Linked DNA regions of Sus scrofa: all the other regions are linked to region 3. The links are chromatin contacts, called in public Hi-C maps. All regions are on one chromosome and are shown on one strand. Each heading gives the region's core, a stretch centred on a gene start, on an enhancer-like site or on the middle of the called end of the contact. The rest is flanking DNA. Distances are from core to core; before and after follow the strand shown. Region 1 holds the start of CCDC85A (coiled-coil domain-containing protein 85A). Region 2 holds the start of LOC100514282 (prolyl-tRNA synthetase associated domain-containing protein 1). Region 3 holds the start of CCDC88A (girdin).

Region 1 (4,089 bases), core at 106-2,605, 160 kb before region 3:
CTTCTGCGGCATATGGGAGGTTCCCAGGCTAGGGGTCTAATCGGAGCTGTAGCCACCTGCCTACGCCAGAGCCACAGCAACGCCGGGATCCCAGCCGCGTCTGCAACCTACACCACAGCTCAGGGCAACGCTGGCAACGCCAGATCCTTAACCCACTGAGCAAGGCCAGGGATTGAACCCGCAACCTCACGGTTCCTAGTCGGATTCGTTAACCACTGACCCACGACGGGAACTCCTCTTAGGTCCTCTTTAGATTAAAAAAAAAAAAAAAAAATCCTATACGAATCCTATGTATCCAGATTTTGAAATGAGTATTTTTTATCAGGCATCTGCTCTAAAACATTCTCACGTTTCAGTGCAATGCGGAAGGGTGTACACACAAGATCTAGTCAAAACATAAGCACGTTTCGACAAACCATGGATTAGGATGACTACAACTCCCAAGATGCGCTGCAGCAAAACGTGCATTTCGCCTGATTTTCACCTTTCAGACTAAAGAGCTGTAAAGAGCTAGCGGCAAGAACTGTCCTTAAAAAAACGAATAAAAGGAGTCTATCAAGAAAACAAGGATTGAAATAAATGACTGCTCAGTTCACCCGTATCCACCGTGCAATGTTTGAAAATTAATCTGTTGTTTGACAACTAATGTAAACGCCAAAAGAATTTCTTCCTCAGTGCAGAAGTCTTCCCGAGAGAGAATGCAAGAAATGCCAGGAAGAGAAACTCAAAAATATCAAAAACAATGCTTAGATAAGTTAGGCAGGTAGTTCCCGCCAGTTCCCTAAACTTATCTGAAGACTCATTTTCCGAGATTACAAATTAGGGAAGAACACCATATTTTCACAAAGCGGAAAGTATGCTTTCCAATGGCCAGCCACCAAAAGCATAACGGCAAAACGCCTGGGCAGGAAATAAGAAACTGTCACACCTTTGTACGATGTTACAATCTTCTGGACAAACACGAACACTTCCTGAGGAAATGCTTAACTATAACAGACTCCACTACGAATTGCAGTGGGTTTGGGGTCGCATTAGACATTTTAAATTCCTAAAGTCTTCACAGACAAGAGGTTTTAACTGTTTTTCTCCTACAGGCTGACAGGGTGAGCTTCCATTAAGGAGTGCGAGCACATTTTCTTCCCTTTGGCTCAGAGTAAGTCCTGTCCAAGGATGCGTACCTCCCAGATTTGCTCTGTTTTTTCCACAGAGCTTGGCTCTTCCACACGCCTGTCACAGACAGCAACCGCCGGAAGCCGCATCCACAACTCGGTTCTGGCGGTCTGCACAGAGAAGAGTCTCGCGGTACCAGCCGTGACTGGAGGCTCGCGAGAACCGCCCTCCCAGCCGAGATCACGCGCCAGTAGGCGGGGTCGAGAGAGGAGAAAGTCGCACTTAGGCCCTCCCACCTCAGCCCAGTACCCTGCATCGCGAGAAAACCGAGTACGGTCCAGCCCGGGAAGCGCATGCAGAAACCGAGGCGATGCATGTTGGACTTGTCGGCCGCCGTAGCCCCTGCTAGGACAGCCCGTGCGAGCTTGCTGGAGGAGGAAGAGAAAGGCAGAGAGAATCGGGTTACAAGATGGCGGATCTGTAGCAGTTACCGCGGCGGCGGCGGCGGCGGCGGCGGCGGCGGCGGTGGCTGCGGCGGGAGAGCTAGAGAGCTCTGGGGGTCAAAGGGCGGGGAGGGTGGGTGTGAGCGGGGGTGAAGTGAGAGGAAACCGGGACTCCAGGCGGAAAGGTCTCAGTGGCTCGTGTTGTCCTTTCCCGCGGCTGAACCTTGGGAGCCATGGTGAACTCAGGCCTCTCCGGAGCCGCCGCCGCCGCCGCTGCCGCCACCGCCGCTACCGTTTCTCAAGAGTGAGAGAGGCGGACTAGGTGAACGAGGAGGCGGCGGCTGGAGTAGTGGGGACAGCAGCCACCATGTCGGATACGAGGCGGCGAGTGAAGGTCTATACCCTGAACGAAGACCGGCAATGGGACGACCGAGGCACCGGGCACGTCTCCTCCACTTATGTGGAGGAGCTCAAGGGGATGTCGCTGCTGGTTCGGGCAGAGTCCGACGGTAAGGTTATTGGAACCGTAGGATAGGGGACAATGCCTCCGGTTTGGGCACAGCCCTGGCGTTTAGGCCCTGGGCCGGGTACTGTTACTACAACCACTTAGGACAGCGCATTGGTTTTGTGCGTGCACTTCAGTGCGTTGAAGGAAACAACTTTGTCTGGATTTACCCTCGGTCAGACGCCGATTCTCTGTTCCCCCGCCTACCATCCTTGTTAAACATTTGACCCGTTCTTCTCCAGTCTCGCCTCTTGAGCAGGGGAAAGTGTGAGAGAGAAGGGAGGAAGAGATGGAAGACTAGGTAGTGAATCTCCTTCGGGGGAGCTGACCGTCCCCGACTCCCGTTATTTTTTTATCCATTATATGCCTGGTACAAAAGGCTTAGTGAAACTTTACTTTCTGCGTGTTTTTTTTTTTTTTAACTCGTTTTACTAACGAGCTTCAGATGCCACAGTCGACAGGTGCTGGGGAAAAACAAGAGGCACCTTTTCCTGGGGTTATTGCAGGCTGTTGACAAGATACATGCACGCACAAGCACATACATCTTCAGTCTGGGATCCCTCCAGGCTACCTTTGTAGAGAGTGCTGTGAAAAAGTGGATACTTTACACCCTAAACAAGTTAGGACACCAGGCAGATTGTAAACTTGTATTCGTTGATTTATTGTACGAGTCACCTGTAAAATATTCTTAAATTATAAAATGTTGAGCCCTAATTAAAACACTTTTCTCATTGTAATCTGAACGCCTAGATTTGAACAACTGATATGTACAGATAAAAGAAAAATAGCAATCTTTGGTTTATTCTTGGCATATTTTGTACTCTCGCACTTTCCTTTTTATTTTAAATAGTCATGGACATTTGTTTTTACATAAGGTGTTCTTCCTTTTGTTCCTAAGGAGAAAAAGAAATGCAGTTTTGTAATTTGTGTACTAAGTACTTAGATCCCTGTTGTGGTCCTTTGTAATTTGTTTAATTTGTTAAACTGGAAATGCAATAAAATAACTTTGTTAAAAAGAATTTGGCTTCAGGTGGTCATTTAGACCTTAAAATTTTTATTTCAATAAAACTCTAATAAGTAATCTAGTCTCCGTATATTCTTCTTCTGAACATTGGTGGTGGTAGATGAATTTTTTTCCTTTAAGGGTATATGGGAATGGGGTGATATATTCAAAATTAAATACGAAGCCCAGATCTTGAGAGAAAAATGTAAAATGGAATACATTTGATTACTTAAGGTGTCTTGCTGGGAGGGAGAAAAAGGTTTTTTAGTATTCTCATGATTTATTCAGGGTTTTATAAATTAAACCTTATAAATACTGTCTTTTTAACTTTCAGGATCACTACTCTTGGAATCAAAGATAAATCCAAACACTGCATATCAGAAACAACAGGCAAGTAGTTGTTTATCTTTAATTTGAAAGACTTCATCCTTGATCAAGGAAATATTAATCTGAGAAAGATGGGAAAGCTTTCCTGACCAGAAAAAAACATGTCTGGTAAACTAAATTATAGGCACATGTTATTTCCCTTGCAGATGAAAAAGTTTCACTGAAAAATGAAAGCTTTTGTTCTGGCAGTAATTTATTATCTTTTAATTGAGCCAAATTCAATTTAGATTATATTAGAATACAGTGTATTTGTTAGTCTTATTTAACTGCAGTTAGGCAGGTATCTTCTATACTCTGTACACTAAGCCTTTTATTCTCAGTCACATTTAAAGGAAATGACATAAAAGAAAATTCAAAGGGTACTCTTTAAAGCAAGGAAAACCTGTTTGTAGTGTGAAATTACATCCTTTGACTTATGCAAAGGTAAAGTTTTTGAAATAGAAACCTTTAAATCCTGTTCTTTAATTGTATATTTTTAATATAATAATGGATACTTTATGAAAGTGTACATTGCGTATTATGTAATGTTTTCTGTTAATATTTATTGTCTTATTTAGGAAAAGAAAACTTGTTTTAATGTGCCTTATCTAATCTGGAAATGGCAGCAGTGATTCAACCGTTCCTTTATTCTGTGAATGTTT
Region 2 (4,264 bases), core at 32-2,531, 140 kb after region 3:
TATGTGGACTATAAGGGAAGGGAAGGGAGTTCCCGTTGTGGCTCAGTGGACTAAGAATCCAACCGGTATCCATGAGGATGCCAGTTTGATCCCTGGACGAACTCTGTGGGTTAGGGATCCAGCATTGCTGTGAGCTGCAGCGTAGGTCGCAGACATGTTGGATGTGGCTGTGGCTGTGTTGTAATCCAGCAGCTGTAGTTTCAATTGGACCCTAGCCTGAGAAATATATGCCACAAATGTGGCCAGAGAAAGCCAAAATAAGGGAAAGGGAAGGGTCATGGAAAATGACACAGTTTTAATGTATTTCTATACCCTTTAAAAACCATCACCATATTTAGCTAATTATCATTTAGCTGTTACTCAAGCCTCCGGCAAAAACTTTTATGTCCCTACACTACTCAGGTTACATATTGGCTAGGTGAGATATTTGCAGAGTATCTGCCCATCAATACACTAAATTATGTTTAAAAATACCAAACTCTGGAGTTGCCGTTGTGGCGCAGCTGAAAGGAATCTGACTAGTATACATGAGGATGTAGGGTCAATCCCCGGCTTCGCTCAGTGGGTTGGAGTTCCCGGATTGGCAGGAGATGTGGTGTAGGTCCCAAACGTGGCTCGGATCCTGCCATTGCTGTGGCGTAGCTGGCAGCTCTAGCTCCCATTGGACTGGGAACTTCCATATGCCTATGGTGCAGCCCCAAAAACAAATGAATAAATAAAAATATCTTGGTGTCATGTATGCATGATGCCTGATACATCATAGCCACTGGAGAAGCAGTTTACTGCTGGGCAAATGTATCTACCCATAAAGTGGACACACTGACTAACATCCCACACCAGTTCCTAACGAGTTCCACACGAGTTCCTAATATGTTGCACTAGTTCTCCACAGAAAATCAAGTCACTCCAAGAGGAAAACATAACCTTTTTTACAATACGAGGCCCACGTGGACAGGCCTTTGATGTTGCATTCTGGTCCCTTGATGTAGTCTGGATCCCGGCAAATGCCTTAAAACGTACGTTTCTAAGGTACACTACCCCTGGGCCAACTAGCCTTAGCGACTTCGCGGGACAGACGCTGCAGCGGAGCCCACCCACTCCTGCAGCCGTCCCACCGAGAGCGCCTCACCTCCGGGTGCTCCACGATCTCTGTGCGGATGGCCAGGGCACTGAGCCGCTGCTCCAGCGCCGCGCGCAACTCTGAGCCTGACATGCTGCCTTCGTGGCAGTAGCTAGAGACCCGGAAGAGGAACTGGGCGTGGCCTTCCCCCACCCGGCGGGCTGCAGGCCGAGCGGAAGTGCCTGGAAGGACTCGGGTCGGTGCTGCCAGCCGAGAGCAGGCACCTTCCGGAGGCGGGGTTGCGGCGTTTTCGCTCTTTTCTGTGGCTTTGGCTTTTTCCTGGAAATCATCCAGGTCCGCAAGGACAGCCTTACCAAATCTGAAGGGTTCCTTACCGCGTGTCCCAGCAGAGGGAGGAGCCTGCATTCTCACAGCCCTCGATAATCTCGGTTTCCTACTTCCAGCATATCTTCCATTTAAACAGAATCACAGCCAGCTAACAATTCAGTTCAGTGAGTACTGGGCATGGATTGGACGCCATAGCAGGTTTATCAAGGCAGTTAGAGGCTCCTACCCCTTCCTCTGTCCTTGTAATGTATTTTCTGTGCCAGGTACTAGTTGAAGGATTCTGTCTTGAGAGGATGCAGCCTGTGTTATTGAAACTACCTGCAGTTTTGAGGTAGCTTAAACACGCACACCTCCTCCTCAAGGCCTCTTTATAAACCCTTAAGATTCTGCTGGGTGAGCGCCCAAGAAAGACCACCTATATAAATTCCCTTACTTACTAAAACTTCCACCCACCAACTTGTATTGCCCAGCCTCTTCCGTCTTTCTATGCCCTCCTAGGAGGAGTGGTGGTGGGAGGGGTGGGGGGGACGACCTTCACCAGGGAAACTCCCTGAGGTTGTGAATCTACAGACAAAAGAAGACAAAATCCCTAGCCTTTTTTTTTTTTTTTTTTTTTTTTGCCTCTCCCAAGGCATGTGGAATTTCCCAGGCTGGGAGTGAATTGGAGCTGTAGCTGACGGCCTATGCCACAGCCACAGCAACGCATGATCTGAACTGCATCTGTGACCCACACCATAGCTCAAGGCAACGCCCATCCTTAACCCTGAGAGAGGCCAGGGATCGAACCCTCATCCTCATGGATCCTAGTCAGGTTCCTAACAGCTGAGCCACCACAGAAACGCCTCCTCTCCTTTGAAATAATTAAATGTGACAGCCACAACTCACCTCTTTCAGAGACACTCTGCCTACCTCTTTGTGGGCTGCTACACTATCCTGCAAAACTGTCACTCCCTGCTTGAATGAGGCCTAAAATTCCACTAGAGTTTAATTTATGGATTTAGATTAAGCCTCATTGTTACCAATGCTCCAGAATCACACACCTGCCTCTCCCTTGAATGGAAACTCTTATCCAAGTTTCAGGAGGAAGTTGCAAAAAGAAAAATAAGTGCTTGTTAGAACTAACTAGGCGCAAGATGGCAGAAGATCTAATTCCAGTAGACCTTGGGCTTTGTATGTTCACTGTAATACATCAGCATGCTAAATGAGGGCACCCACCAATTGTCCCTGACAGTTGACAATTGCCATGACAACAACTGGAAAAGCCCACTCAAGGACTGAAAAGGAGTGGTCTGGCTCCAAACCACCCCCTATTCTCAGGTAAGTCATGAATATTCCTCCCACTCTTTCCAGTTTCCTCCCTTTTACATCAACCCTCCAAGATATATGATGTCTGCCTGAATTGCATAGAGAAGTTAATTTGCAAACTAGGTTCCCCCTTCTGCATTGTTTATCCATTGCTATCTCAGCATCAGTTTCGTTATTGGCTGTGGAAATCTGATCAGAAAAAATCCTCTCTTGGACTTCCTGTTGTGGTGCAGCAGAAAAGAATCTGACTAGGAACCATGAGGTTGTGGGTTTGATCCCTGGCCTCACTCAGTGGGTTAAGGCTCTGGTGTTGCTGTGAGCTGTGGTGTAGGTCGCAGACGTGGCTCGGATCTGGTGTTGCTGTGGCTCTGGTGTAGGCCGAAGCAACAGCTCAATTAGACCCCTAGACTGGGAACGTCCATATGCAGCGGGTTGTGGCCCTAAAAACACAAAAGACAAAAAAAAGAAAGGAAGAAAGAAAGAAAAAGAAAGAAAGGAAGGAAGGAAGGAAGGAAGGAAGGAAGGAAGAAACCTCTCTAGCTGAGACAAACTAGATTCCCATTGCAGGTCTAGTCAACCAACTCAGTAATAGAACCCAGCTGAAACGTAGATATTCCTAGGGATGTCGTATACTCTAGTAGGAATATATTTAGGTTATCCGGGGTGCAAATTGAAGGCCTGGAGAAGAAGCCTCTTAAGAAGACACCACAAAGTTTAGTTGTCCCTCCATATCCACAGGTTCTGAATCCATAGATTAATACAACAGCAGGTAAAAAAATTTCCCTCCCAAAAAATTCCAGAAAGTTCCAGCTGAATTTGCCATATATCAGCAACATTTTTTTTCATTTCTTAAAATTTTATTGAAGTATAGTTGATTTACAATGTTGTATTGATTTCTGCTATACTGCAAAGTGATTCAGTTCTACACATACACATATCCATTCTTTTTTAGAATTCCTTCCCCATACGGAATATTAGGTAGATTTCCCTATGCTATGCAGCAGGTCCCCTTTGAACATTCCATATACAATAGTGTGCATATGGCAATCCCAAACTTCCAGTCCATCCCTCCCCCTCAACTTTCCTCTTTGGTAATCCTAAATTTGTTTTCAAAGTCTGTGAATCTGTTTCTGTTTTATAAATAAGTTCATGTATATCATTTTAAAATTAGATTCCACATATAAGTGATATCATTTGATATCTGTCTTTGACTTCAGGTAGAATGATAATCTCTAGGTCCATTCATGTTGCTGCACATGGCATTATTTTGTTCTTTTTTATGGCTGAGTAATATTTGATGGTATATTTGATGGACATTTAGGTTGGTTCCATGTCTTGGCTATTGTGAATAGTGCTGCTATGAACATAGAGGTGCGTGTATCTTTTTTTTTTTTTTTTTTTGCTTTTTAGGGCCACACTGTGACATATAGAGGTTCCCAGGCTAGGGGTCTAATTGGAGTTACAGCTGCCGGCCTGCGCCACAGCCACAGCAGTGGCAGATCCCAGCCATGTCTACACCACAGTTCATAGCAAAGCTGGATCCTTAACCCA
Region 3 (4,114 bases), core at 504-3,003:
GAAGTTCTGGTTTGTCTGCAGATAAACCACACTACAGGCATGAACACTTCCATGTTGTTTAGTTGAGCTTCTGAGGGATTACAAAGAAAAGTGGACATGTTGGGCATCAGACTCTTCCTGAAATCAATACTTCCTTCTTGGTGCCTGCTCACTCTTGGTCTATGTTTCCAAATAAAGGATTGTGATTAAGAAAGAGTCATCAAGAGCAGAAGGAAAAGATTGCTAGCAACCAGGATGACCCAAGTCATGGGTAGGCCAGGGCAATGTAAGATTCTACTCTGAATACCACCTAGCTAAGTGTCACATGAATGTATCCTCATTTTAATTAAGATGATTTGAGAAGGACATTTCCCTGCTTTCTAAAGCAAGATTCTTTCTCCTGCAACTGAAGTAAGAGAGGTTGCATTTCAAGTTTTTTCCTCAAGATTTTTAATTTGAGTGCAAAAATGATTAAAAAAAACCCACCAATAACAATTACAAAGCACTTACTGTAAGTTGCCACTTAATTTAACTCTATTAATTTAACCCTGCTTTACACATGAAGGAAATGAATCTCAGAGAGGTTCAGAGACATGCCTATGCTCACACAGCTGTTAAGTATCTGAGCCTGGATTTGAATCCGGCAGGAAGACTCTAGAGCCCAGGCTCTTAACAACCTAATTAAGAAATTGTGCTGTTCTTAATTTAGTGTTATGACAAAAACATTTTTACTGCTAATTTAAAATATAAGTATTCAAAGCAGATATTTATGTAAATGTAAACGGCACACGTTGAAAACTATAATATATTTTTTCTCAAAAAAATTGTTTTACATGACATTTTGTCCCAGGGAAAAGATATTTATTTTCCTTCAAAATGAGGAGTAACACTTGATTTTGCTGGGGAACTGTTAAAATTACTTTGATGGTTCTAGTCGTGCACAGCATTGAGATTTATGACAAATATGTAATCTGTTTATTTGTCACCCAAATTGGATGACTTCCAAATGTTTCCTCTTAGTAGCTCTTGATTTTGTTTGGATTTTTTTCAATCACCAAATAGTCAAACAACAATGTCTGAATCACGTTTGCACCAGTCAGGAAATATCAACACGTTTTAAGACTTTGGTTATTTGAAATCCTACTACATGCACTTGCAACTTTGAAGAGCATGCCTGCTTTCGTGGACTGGTTTTTTGTTTTTGTGTGTGTGTGTTTAGGAGAAGAAAAAAGGAAAAAAAAACAAAACAAAAAAAAACAACCCACTAACTTTCCAGCTCAGGTCCGTCGTTTGCGATTTACTGCAGTGAGTTTTCCTATTCCGTTTTGCTGGAGAGATCACGCTTAACAGATCAAATCTAACTGTCCGAAAAAAGCTGTCTGCATCCCTCATGTTTAAAAGGGAGGGATTTCGTTCCCTTTCCTTCACACATCAAAGAAGGCACTCAGGGAGGAAATAAACCATAATTAGGCAGAACGAGCTAGCAGACAGAGACCCCTTCCTCAGCCTTCCCCATCCCCGCCCCCCAGGCCCTGGCAACCGTCCTGGGAGCGCGCGAGGCCCGGGCCGCCGCAGCAGCTGCAGCGAGCGCGCGTCCACGCCGCGCCCGCCGCCAGGATCTGGGCGGCGGCGGGGGCCGGGCCGGGGTGCGCGCGCTCGGGAGCGCGCTCATGCAGCGGTTTTTCTTCTCCCACAATCCAGAGGCTGCGGCGCGGGAGGGGCGGGGAGCCGGCGGAAGGATATGGGCGCGGAAGGAGCACTCGCTCTCTTTGACGGCGGGCTGGCGGCGCTGGTTGGTAGGCGAGGAGCGGGGTGTGATGCGGCACTGCGGTTCTGAGGCCGTTACTCCGGCTCCTCCAGAGAGGGCGGAGGAGGAGGCTGGAGCGCGGCGGTGATTTTGTGCCAGGGCTTCCCAGAGGCGCGCTGAAAAGGCTGGCAGGGCTCGGGAAACTGGGGGCTTAGGGACACACATTCAAGCCCCCACCCCCGGGAGGGGAAGGGGGCAGGCGGCAAGGCTCAGGGTCGGCGAAAGGATGGTGTGTGCTCGGGGGGAAGGGGCGAGCCCTGCCTGTCGTTGGTGAGGGGCTGCGGGCTGGGGAGGCTCTGAGGGTCAAAGCGGCTCCATGCCCACTGGTGGGTGGAACGTGTTGAGGAGAACGCGGAGGTCGAGCCTGGCGGCAGCTAAGAACCTTTAACGTAGTATCTAACGTGAGATTTCATTTATCCCACACTGGGATTAATTCATTGGGGGCAGCCTCGCAGGTCTGGCTCCTCCAGGAGCTGGGCAACCTTGACGGGCTTTTTGTCTTGCTGTTCCAGCCCCTTCTCCCTTCCTCCTCCTCCAGATGCCTTTTCTCTGCCCCTCCTCGCCCGGTACAGACATTTCCAGCGCAGGCTACCGCTCGTGGTTGCTATCGAATCCGCTTACCAGGATTTCAGCTCGGTTCCCCCTGGGGTGTTTTTTGAGGTGGGAGAGTTTTTCTCCCCTCCACGATGGGATTTTCATCCTATGCCAAAATGGACTTTAATTGATTTCTACTCACTTTAGCGTTTAGTGACCAATTCCTTAGGCTTATTTTTGTGATAGTTCCTTTTTTCAAGTACATTATCTGTAAAATGGAGAACGAGATTTTTACTCCCCTTCTGGAGCAGTTCATGACCAGTCCCTTGGTCACTTGGGTAAGTGGGGCGTTATTTTTTGTGTATTTAGCTGCATTATTTGTGCCTGCAGAGATGGAGGTGGGCGTTCGTGTCGTGATGATCATCATTCTGTTCTAGGTTAAAACGTTTGGACCTCTGGCTGCAGGAAATGTGACCAACCTGGACGAATATGTGGCTTTGGTGGATGGGGTATTCTTGAACCAAGTTATGCTCCAAATGTAAGTGTTCTTCTTTTTTTCTTTCTAGACAATTCTTTTTTTTTTTTTTTAAATGGCATACTGTGAACTTAGAGACTTTGTATTTTAAGATCCTAATTTAGTTCTTTGGACGGAAAAATTCAGGTGGTTTTTAGAATTGGACCTTGAAAGGAGTAGTAATCTTACGCCCAGCCCATTTATCACAACCAGTAATTATGCCTGTTAAAATTGTGAAACTTTAATTTTCCCTTCTGCAAATCGTGCATTGTCACTTATTGTCTTCAGTGCTGAAATCCAAACCACGTTGTGTCCTCTTTGATAATTTGGTAAAATGAGGAGGAGAATTAGAATAGTTTCCTAAGGGGGGAAAAAGCCTTTACTGTGAAGTTATGTGCATTTGGTGCAGAAATGTTTCTTATTAACCTTTGTGTCTAAAAATAAATGGCTCAAATTTTGAAACTGATGAAGTAATAACAGATTTCGGAGGAGAGAATTTCAGACAACAGTTCTGATTGGTGAGGACTGTTGCTGTAGCAAGTAATTTATATGCATATAATAACTAATGTGATTAGGTGATTTATTGTGTGAATTATTAGATTAATATTTGAGAGGTCATCTTAAGGTATTCTTAGAGCTGGTTTTGAAATGCAGGTGGTTGAAATCTTGGTGACAACTAGCTAATGATTTAGTAGGCAGATCTTTGTCTTTTATGTTTATGATATCGATTTAAAATAATAAAGTGTTTTTGGGGTGGCAATTGAATATCAAAATGACATTGGTAGCTGGATCAAAGAAACAAAAACTCCGTTTTTATCATAGGTATTGTAGCATACATGTATTCTCAGCATATCAGTGTAGTGAATATTGTAGTTGTGCTCAAATATATATTTAGCCTATTACTCTTGAATACAATCTGATTACAAGAGTAGCTTGGAACTTTCAATTTTAAGACATTCATATGTTTTGTGTATGTGGGAATTTAGTGTATTACTAATGAATAATTGTTGCCAGAGAATAAGTTTACCGTTAATAGATAATAACCTAACATATAAAATTATAAATTCTATACTTTTTTGGTATTCGTTTTTTTTAGATTTTTTACTTAGAAGGGTTATGTCAAATCCATAAATAACTCTTCCATTGGTAACTTCTCAGTCTGTGTTCTCAAAGAGACTTGTACTCTATATGCTCAAAGAGATTTGTTTGCTGTTTTTCAGATTTATGTTGATTTTATGGGAAAGAATTATACTACTACATGTTTTCCAAAAGTGTTTTAT

Evidence for each region. Hi-C and Micro-C count contacts between places; a contact is called where the count stands out from the background.
Region 1: a contact with region 3 is called in a Hi-C map of skeletal muscle, with 4 times the contacts expected there. The contact joins the promoter of CCDC85A here to the promoter of CCDC88A in region 3. A contact is called at or near these places in 3 of 47 Hi-C or Micro-C datasets (heart right ventricle, liver and skeletal muscle) and 2 of 2 datasets of contacts at active chromatin or transcription factors (alveolar macrophages and skeletal muscle).
Region 2: a Hi-C map of alveolar macrophages shows a contact between it and region 3, with 1.6 times the contacts expected there. The contact joins the promoter of LOC100514282 here to the promoter of CCDC88A in region 3. A contact is called at or near these places in 1 of 5 promoter capture datasets (liver), 9 of 47 Hi-C or Micro-C datasets (alveolar macrophages, embryonic fibroblasts, heart right ventricle and 4 more) and 2 of 2 datasets of contacts at active chromatin or transcription factors (alveolar macrophages and skeletal muscle).

The regions. Positions count from the first base shown.
Region 1 is chr3:85,648,499-85,652,587 of Sscrofa11.1, forward strand. CCDC85A (coiled-coil domain-containing protein 85A) reads right to left here and starts at 1,356. Exons shown (of 18, transcript XR_002342946.1): 1 at 1,179-1,356. It overlaps PPP4R3B (protein phosphatase 4 regulatory subunit 3B), which reads left to right and starts at 1,566. Exons shown (of 17, transcript NM_001244675.1): 1 at 1,566-1,600; 2 at 1,818-2,062; 3 at 3,396-3,451. The coding sequence starts at 1,921.
Region 2 is chr3:85,946,297-85,950,560 of Sscrofa11.1, forward strand. It overlaps LOC100514282 (prolyl-tRNA synthetase associated domain-containing protein 1), which reads right to left and starts at 1,282. Exons shown (of 2, transcript XM_003125134.6): 1 at 1,130-1,282. The coding sequence starts at 1,213. CCDC88A (girdin) reads left to right here. Exons shown (of 39, transcript XR_002342714.1): 32 at 2,483-2,725. It overlaps MTIF2 (translation initiation factor IF-2, mitochondrial), which reads left to right and starts at 1,321. Exons shown (of 16, transcript XM_021087524.1): 1 at 1,321-1,572; 2 at 2,640-2,725.
Region 3 is chr3:85,809,290-85,813,403 of Sscrofa11.1, forward strand. CCDC88A (girdin) reads left to right here and starts at 1,754. Exons shown (of 39, transcript XR_002342714.1): 1 at 1,754-2,658; 2 at 2,758-2,858.